Regions from separate parts of the Danio rerio genome. Here region 1 is linked to region 2. A link is a contact called in public HiCAR-type data. All regions are on one chromosome and are shown on one strand. Each heading gives the region's core, a stretch centred on a gene start, on an enhancer-like site or on the middle of the called end of the contact. The rest is flanking DNA. Distances are from core to core; before and after follow the strand shown. Region 1 holds the start of srgap1a (SLIT-ROBO Rho GTPase activating protein 1a). Region 2 holds the start of parp12a (poly (ADP-ribose) polymerase family, member 12a).

The links. HiCAR-type assays count read pairs that join an accessible place to other places.
Region 1: a contact with region 2 is called in a HiCAR-type map of caudal fin, with 6 times the contacts expected there. The contact joins the promoter of srgap1a here to the promoter of parp12a in region 2. A contact is called at or near these places in 4 of 18 Hi-C or Micro-C datasets (caudal fin, embryo and hematopoietic stem cells) and 3 of 4 datasets of contacts at active chromatin or transcription factors (caudal fin, embryo and pancreas).

What each region holds. Positions count from the first base shown.
Region 1 is chr18:14,381,437-14,385,118 of GRCz12tu, reverse strand. It overlaps srgap1a (SLIT-ROBO Rho GTPase activating protein 1a), which reads left to right and starts at 1,480. Exons shown (of 22, transcript XM_073929905.1): 1 at 1,480-1,994. The coding sequence starts at 1,916.
Region 2 is chr18:14,197,144-14,200,694 of GRCz12tu, reverse strand. parp12a (poly (ADP-ribose) polymerase family, member 12a) reads left to right here and starts at 2,109. Exons shown (of 12, transcript NM_001082852.1): 1 at 2,109-2,525; 2 at 3,497-3,551. The coding sequence starts at 2,212. It also overlaps a transcript of tbxas1 not described here.

The sequences.
Region 1 (3,682 bases), core at 231-2,730, 190 kb before region 2:
TTAAAAAAAACATTATGGTGAAAAAAGTATATACAACTTTCTTGTACTGTTATACAATATTATGTGATTTAAAAAAAAATTACATTTGTTTTTTTTTTTCAAATTCCATTGGCCCAACCGGGTCATTACAAAAAATCCTTAGTGTTTAGCCCTGTATAAGTCTAAAATTTCATTCATAATGGTCTCAAAAGGTCTTAAAAAGTCTTAAATCTGACTTGATGAAACCTGCAGAAACCCTGATATCATCAAAACACACCAAATATAAACTTTATGGACAAAATGTATTTCTTTTTTATTGAACATATAGAGACCATTTTTGGATTTGTGCTCCCTTTAAAAATGCGGTAAAATGTCAGAAATGCATTAAGTGTAATTCTATCTCTACTCATTCACACCAATTTTGTTTATGCAATTCACCTATAGCCAGAGGCGGACTTAACCAATGAGCAAGGTAAGCAGCTGCTTAGGGCCCCGGAGAAATAGGGGGCCTCGACCAATGCCAAGAAGCCTATATTAACCATCCTATAGCTCTTTTATAATTGCTCAAATCATTTGTTGTAAAATCTGTCTAACCATTAGGATTTCAACATTATTGTCTTTTTTTTTTTTAAATGGGGCCCTCATGACCAGTGGAACGTTTCTTCCCTTACTGCACATGCAAATTTTAAAATGTAATCACAAGTATGGCTTATTAACTGTACATGGTTTGTGAGCTTGTTTATTTATTTGCAAATTCATTGTATTTAATATTACATTAAGGTTCCACTTAAAATATGTTTTTAACATGCAGTTTATTTACAAAGTAAAACCATCTATAGAGAAAATATATCTACAGAGAAAGAGAGTGTTTTGAGTTTCAATGCTAGGGCTGCATACCTGGAATTGCTTAGGGCCCCCAAATCACCAAGTCCACCCATGCCTATAGCACATGTCTTTGGACAGTGGGAATCCGGAGCACCCAGAGGAAACAAACACGGGAAGAACATGCAAACGCCACAGAGAAATGCTAAGTGACTCAGCCTGGACTCAAACCAGCGACCTTCTTACAGTGAGGCGACAGTGCTAGCCACTGTGCCACCCAAAAAAATAATTGCAATGATTTATTTTTCATGTAACTCCACATACTGACCACCAGGCGTCCTACACAACACACAGATGAGTTGCTTAAACTAGTTTAAAACTTAAAAATATTCACTCTTTTTAATTTAAAACTTTATTATGAAGTCATATAGTTTGTTTTTCGATTATAATGAACTAGGAGCGTTCAAAACAAACTCAAAATAAATACACTTTACTTAAAGTTTTTAAACTAGTTTGCTTTTGTTCACTAAAATCCCAAATGCTCTATTTTTGAATCGCTAGCCGTGTAAAGACGCCTCGAAAATGACTTTGAGGGACAGCTGGTTAGGAAAGTTGTCAATCCCGTCCACGTTTCCGCTACGTGCGCCCCTCCACCTCCAATCCCTCCCATTTCCAACCACTTGCTTTTCCAGCTGCTTTGAGGTCAGTCAGAACCGTGAAACTGTCCGGCGACTAGACGCGAGGAAAAGCTGCTGAAAATCACGCCAGTTCAGAGTAACATGCCATAATGCTGCCGGAATCCGTCGGCGGGTGACTAAAAAGCAGCTCCTAGGGTTGGATTTTCCTCTTGCTGGAACTAGCCGTGGACGATTGCCCGAGGAAAGGGTTACTTGTTTGGGAGGAAACTCTTCCCGTGCGCGCTCTGTTTTGATCGCGTTCACGGCGGAATTACAACCGGGATTCATTTGCGTTTGGTTTTTGGGGATTTTTCTGCCCGGATCAACTTGAAGAAGATTCTCTGGGATGCGCTGGCCGCTGTAGTGAGACCCCCCTCCTCAAATACGCCAGTTTGTAAACACTCTCATAACTGAATTGTTGATCTTTCCTCTATTCGATGTTGAAAATGTCGAATCCTCCTGTGAAGTTCAAAAAGGATAAAGAGATCATTGTAGAGTACGAGACTCAAGTCAAAGGTAAGGAGCTAACTGCTGGAGTAGTTGAAGGATTGGTTCATGCAGTATTTAATCATTGAGCAGGTCACTTCTGCATCGTGATGATGATGCTTTTATGCACAGACTCTGAAAAAAATTTGAAGACTTTGGTTTTAAAAACGACATGATCGGTGGATTCTTGTGTCAGTGACAAGATTGAGATTTTGAGGAAAACAGGTTTTTATCTAGTTTGTCAAGTTGTTAGAAATCTTTCCTGAATTGTTTTTCTAAAAATAAGAAGTTGATCTAATGTCTCTAAAAAGTCAAGTGGCATGATGTCTAGTACAAACTTGATTATTTTTTTTAAACTAGATTTTTGACTCCAAATTTTGACATATTTAGAGGCAGTCTTGACAAAACATTACATTTTGCAGAAAATAAAATGGTTATGCTTATGACAACAAAGTGACTTTTTGCATCAGGATTATGCCACTTGGACTTTTAATAATTTTAAAAGTAAAATTGCAGCTACATTGCTCAGCATATATGAGTACACCATTTACAAATCTCTCATTTAAGTGAATATCATCTATAGGAAGCTTTGCAATATTACATTTGTGCATATACATTAGTCCGTACTGAAGCCAAATCTGGAGCTTATCTAACAAAATATTGCATGATAGCGGTCTAAAATGAGTACACACAAATTTATGTTTGGGAAAAAACAGAGCAAAAAAAAAAAAAATGCAAAATTCAAGAGATGCAAAAAATGTAAACAGTTTTGTTGAAATTTTGTAGTTTGTAATTTTTCCCCCCAATATTTTGCATGAATTTTATTGCATTATCTTTCTATTTCTAAAGATATTCAGTGACTAAGATATTATTTTAATAAATATATCAATGTAATAAATCTATTTTGATCAAATTCACTGAAATATATTACCTATATTCACTGAGATAAAGAGAAAAATATTAATTTTCAAAATGGGGTGTGCTCATTTTTGCTGATCACTGTATGTTTAAGAAATAATAACGAAAGTTAAAGGAATAGTTCATCCAAAAATGAAAATCCTGCCATTATTAGCTCTCCGTTCACATGTTCAAAATAATTTTGAGATTCTTTCCTCTGTTAAACACACAAGATTTATTTAAAGAATGTTGGAAACCTGCGACCATTGACTTTCATAGTATTTTTTTAACATGAATGTCAATAGGTTTATAACAATTTTTAAAATATCTTAATTTGTGTTCAACAGAACAACAGCAATAAATAAATAAATAAATAAATAAATAAATAAATAATAAAAATACAAAAAAAAAAACATGAAACTTGTTTGAAAAATGTGAAGGAAGAGTAAATGTCAGAATTTTTGTTTTTGGATAAACTGTCTTTAAGCAAACTTTATACTCTTTTTTTAATTTTATTATTCTTTGTTTTTATATATATATCTTCATCTTTAGACACTAAAATGATAATAAGACTTTATGAAGTTTGTGTTGTTTTTGTAACATTAATGAATTCCCACAGACGTGGAAAACAGGCATTTTTAAATGAGTGGTTTCCAAGCCTAGAAAACTCTACAAAATTCACATATTTTAACCCTGAAAGGAGAATTTAGATAGACAAGTTAACTGCCTTACTCATGACTTGCACCCCTGCTATATTTAGATGAAAAAGATGATGATGATGATGATGATGTGTGTTTTATACCAACTCACTTCTCTGAGTC
Region 2 (3,551 bases), core at 860-3,359:
GAAGATATTTTGAAGAAAGCTGAAAACCTGTAACCATTGATATCGAAAAGAAACCTACTATGGTAGTCATTGGTAATAGGATTCCATTTTTCATCATTTTTGTATTTAACAGAAAAAAGAAACTCATAAGGGTTTGAAACAAGTGAAGGTTGAGTAAATGAGTGAACGTAATCCTTTAATATGTCATCAAAATAAATTTTGCCCTAATAAGTCAGAAAGCAAATAAAAAAGCAAATCAAATGAACAAGTTTTAATGTATATGGAAATAAATGTAAAGTGTCAACAATACTTGTTATGCAAGAAAACCATTTTTGTCTATGGGTTTCCATCTTCAAAATATCTTCATTTGTGTTTGTGAAAAAAGAAACTCAAAGGTTTCACTTTAACTGATAAAGAAACTGAAACCTTGCAATACCTCTAAATAATTGTTAAAGGGACTGGTTTTTTTTTTTCATTTACTCGTCATCCTACTATTGTTCCAGACCAGTTTTATTTTAATTGACCACAAAAGAAGAATCTGAAAAATGTTGTAAACCTGTCACCATTGACTTCCATTGTATTTGTTTTTCCTGCTATGGATGTCAATAGTTACCTTTTTCCAACATTACTCAATATATATTGTGTATTCTATTCTGTCTTCTATTGTGTTCAACAGAAGAAAAGAAAACTAAAACTGGTTTGGAACAAGTCAGCAGTGCGTCAGTGATCATTTATTTACTTTGATTTTACTTTGATATACTCTGTCCATATCTAGAAAATAATTTAATATTGTTTGTAAGGGCATCTCTTCTGAGATGTGTATGCTTTTTAGAAATAGTAATAATTAGTTGATATCTGTATGTCACAGTTTCTCCAATAAAAAAATCCAATCATAAAATCAAGTCTTAATTTTTAGATCCTGTCATCTCAAATCCATTTTCCATTTCTTCCAACCTTTTTAATGATAATAAATGGTCTTATGTTTGGTCACTCTCCCAGAAGTTTTTTGAACAAATAAAATTAAAGAAATATCTTTTAAAAGTATTTTTATCCAGCTAAACAATTTTTTACAGAAATTCAAATATGACATTAACGTCTCTTGCTCTTTTTGTGAGACTTCTTCTGAATCTGTTGCTCACTTATTTTGGGAATGTCCCTTTGTTAAATGTGGTCAGATATGAATACTGTATGCAGCATGGTGGCACAGTGTGTAGCACAATCGCCTCACACCAAGAAGATCATTGGTTCAAGCCTCGGCTGAGTCAGTTGGCATTTCTGTGTGGAGTTTGCATGTTCTCCCCGTGTTGGCGAGAATTTCCTCCGGGTGCTCCAGTTTCCCTTAAAGACATGCAGTACAGGTGAAATGAATAAGCTATTGGCCGTAGTGTTTGTGAGTGTGTGCAAGAGTTTGTGGGTGCTTCCCAGTTTAGGTGTTGGCTGAAAGGGCATCCCCTGCGTAGAACATGTGCTGGATAAGTTGGCGGTTCATTCCGCTGTGGCGACCCCTGATTAATAAAGGGACAAAACTGAAAAAGAAAACGAATGAATGAATACTAATTGTCCAAAAGGTTTGTGGTGATTTTTCTTTTGACATAGTATTTTGGGGTTTTACATTTTACAATTAATTCAAGTATTTGTATTAACCTAATATTATTTAATGGAAAGGGTTTTATACGTAAGTGTAAATATACTAAATATAAACAAAATGTTGTATTTTAAAGCAAAAATTGAATCTGTAGGCTACTTGAATACCATTTCAGAGTCTCATAACAAGAAAGAAATTAAAACGTCTGAAACATGTGCTTTATTTAATAATCTGCATTAATTTGTGCTATTTTTCATTTGCCCTCTATCTCCTTTTTTATTTTTATATATTTTTATTTTACCTTTTTATTATATTTTTTCTTTCTCACTTTCTCTTTGTCTTACCATTGTAATACTTCTTAAAATTTGTCATTCTCTTTTTGTGCAAAGAGTAGCCTAATATTTGCATTGTTGTATTATACTTATTCTTCAGTAGTTTCATTGCAATTGTATGGTGTTGCAATTAAAAAGAGTCAACAGTGCTCTCCAACAGTGAGTCGGCTAAATAAATAAACTATCCGGCTGTCAGGAGAGGGCGCCAAAGACTAGCATCGGTTTCGCTTTCGTTTCCTTTCAAATGACTCAAACCATCGACCAAACCCAAGAAACAGTGAAATCTACTTACTGTCGTTGACGGCATCGACGAAAATGAATATCGTTTCTAGACACATATATAACTTCGTTTGCAAACAAGAAGGCAGTTCGGACTATGGTAAAGTGGAGATTAATCTGCGGAAGAGTTTCACGGTGGCGGATCAGGTTTTGTCTATGGTGCTCGATGATAGTCAGAAATTTGTTATAGTTCATAATGATGAAAACCCGAATCCCAGAAGCTCCATACCAGCTGCCGACAGCCTCATCCTGGCCAAAACCTCACTGCGAGTGTGTAAACACGACAAATGCTCCGGGTGTGAAGATTTACACCTGTGCAGGTACTTTGTGTGCGGGAGCTGCAGATTCGAGTAAGTACGTTTTAAAATATGTTATTCAAAGTAATTTGGGAAATTGTCATTAAAATTGAAGTAGAGATATTGTAAGTTCTTTTTGTCGCTTGTGGTAAGGTTTGTGGTAGGCCTTGTTTATCTGGTGGCAATCAATCCAGTAACGACTGTTAGTAGATTTCCGATACTAGTATAGCAGTTAACTAGTCTACTAATTGAGTTAAAAGAGGTATTTTTTAAGACCCAAAATAATAACAGCTTTACATTTTTCCGTTACAGTTGCAAAAATTATGGCTAGCCTACATTTTACCTTGTTTTACCTGATTTACATGAAGATTCGGACGATTCGTTTTAAAATAGATTTTTATCTAACATAACGCCAGTAATATTTAGAGCAAAGATTATTTGATGGCACATTTATTCAGCGAACAAAGTGGAAGACAATCTAACATTATTTACCTCATATTTTTTGGTCACACTTTATTTGATGGTCTGTTTGTTGAATTTAAGTTACATCTACATGCCAACTAATTCTCATTAGATTATAAGTAGACTGTTAAATTGGGGTTAGTGTAAGTTGACATGTACTTGCAAAGTTTCTTATAGTCAGTTAAATGTCTGTTGTAGGAGCAGTATCAACAGATATTAAGCATACAGTCTACTTATACTCAAATAGACCATCAAAATAAAGTGTTTCCTTTTAACCTTTAGTTTAAATGCAAAGTTTAAACATTGAAATATACACTTATCTTGCAGTTAACATGATTTATACATACATTAAAAACACTTTTTAAAATGCCAGACAAGATTATTTGTGTATCTAAAATATTATTACCCAGAATTACATTTTAGTGGGTGTCTTCTATATAATGTATGATAGTGTTACTTTTTGCTTGTCATCTTTGGCACAGATTCATTTTTATATGATGTTTATGGTAGATTCTCTCATACACAGCAATTAATTGTAATTCTCCATATTTGTCATTTTTTAGGGGAAAATGCAAGAATTCCCATGACTTGAAATCCGCACATAATTCTGACCTGCTG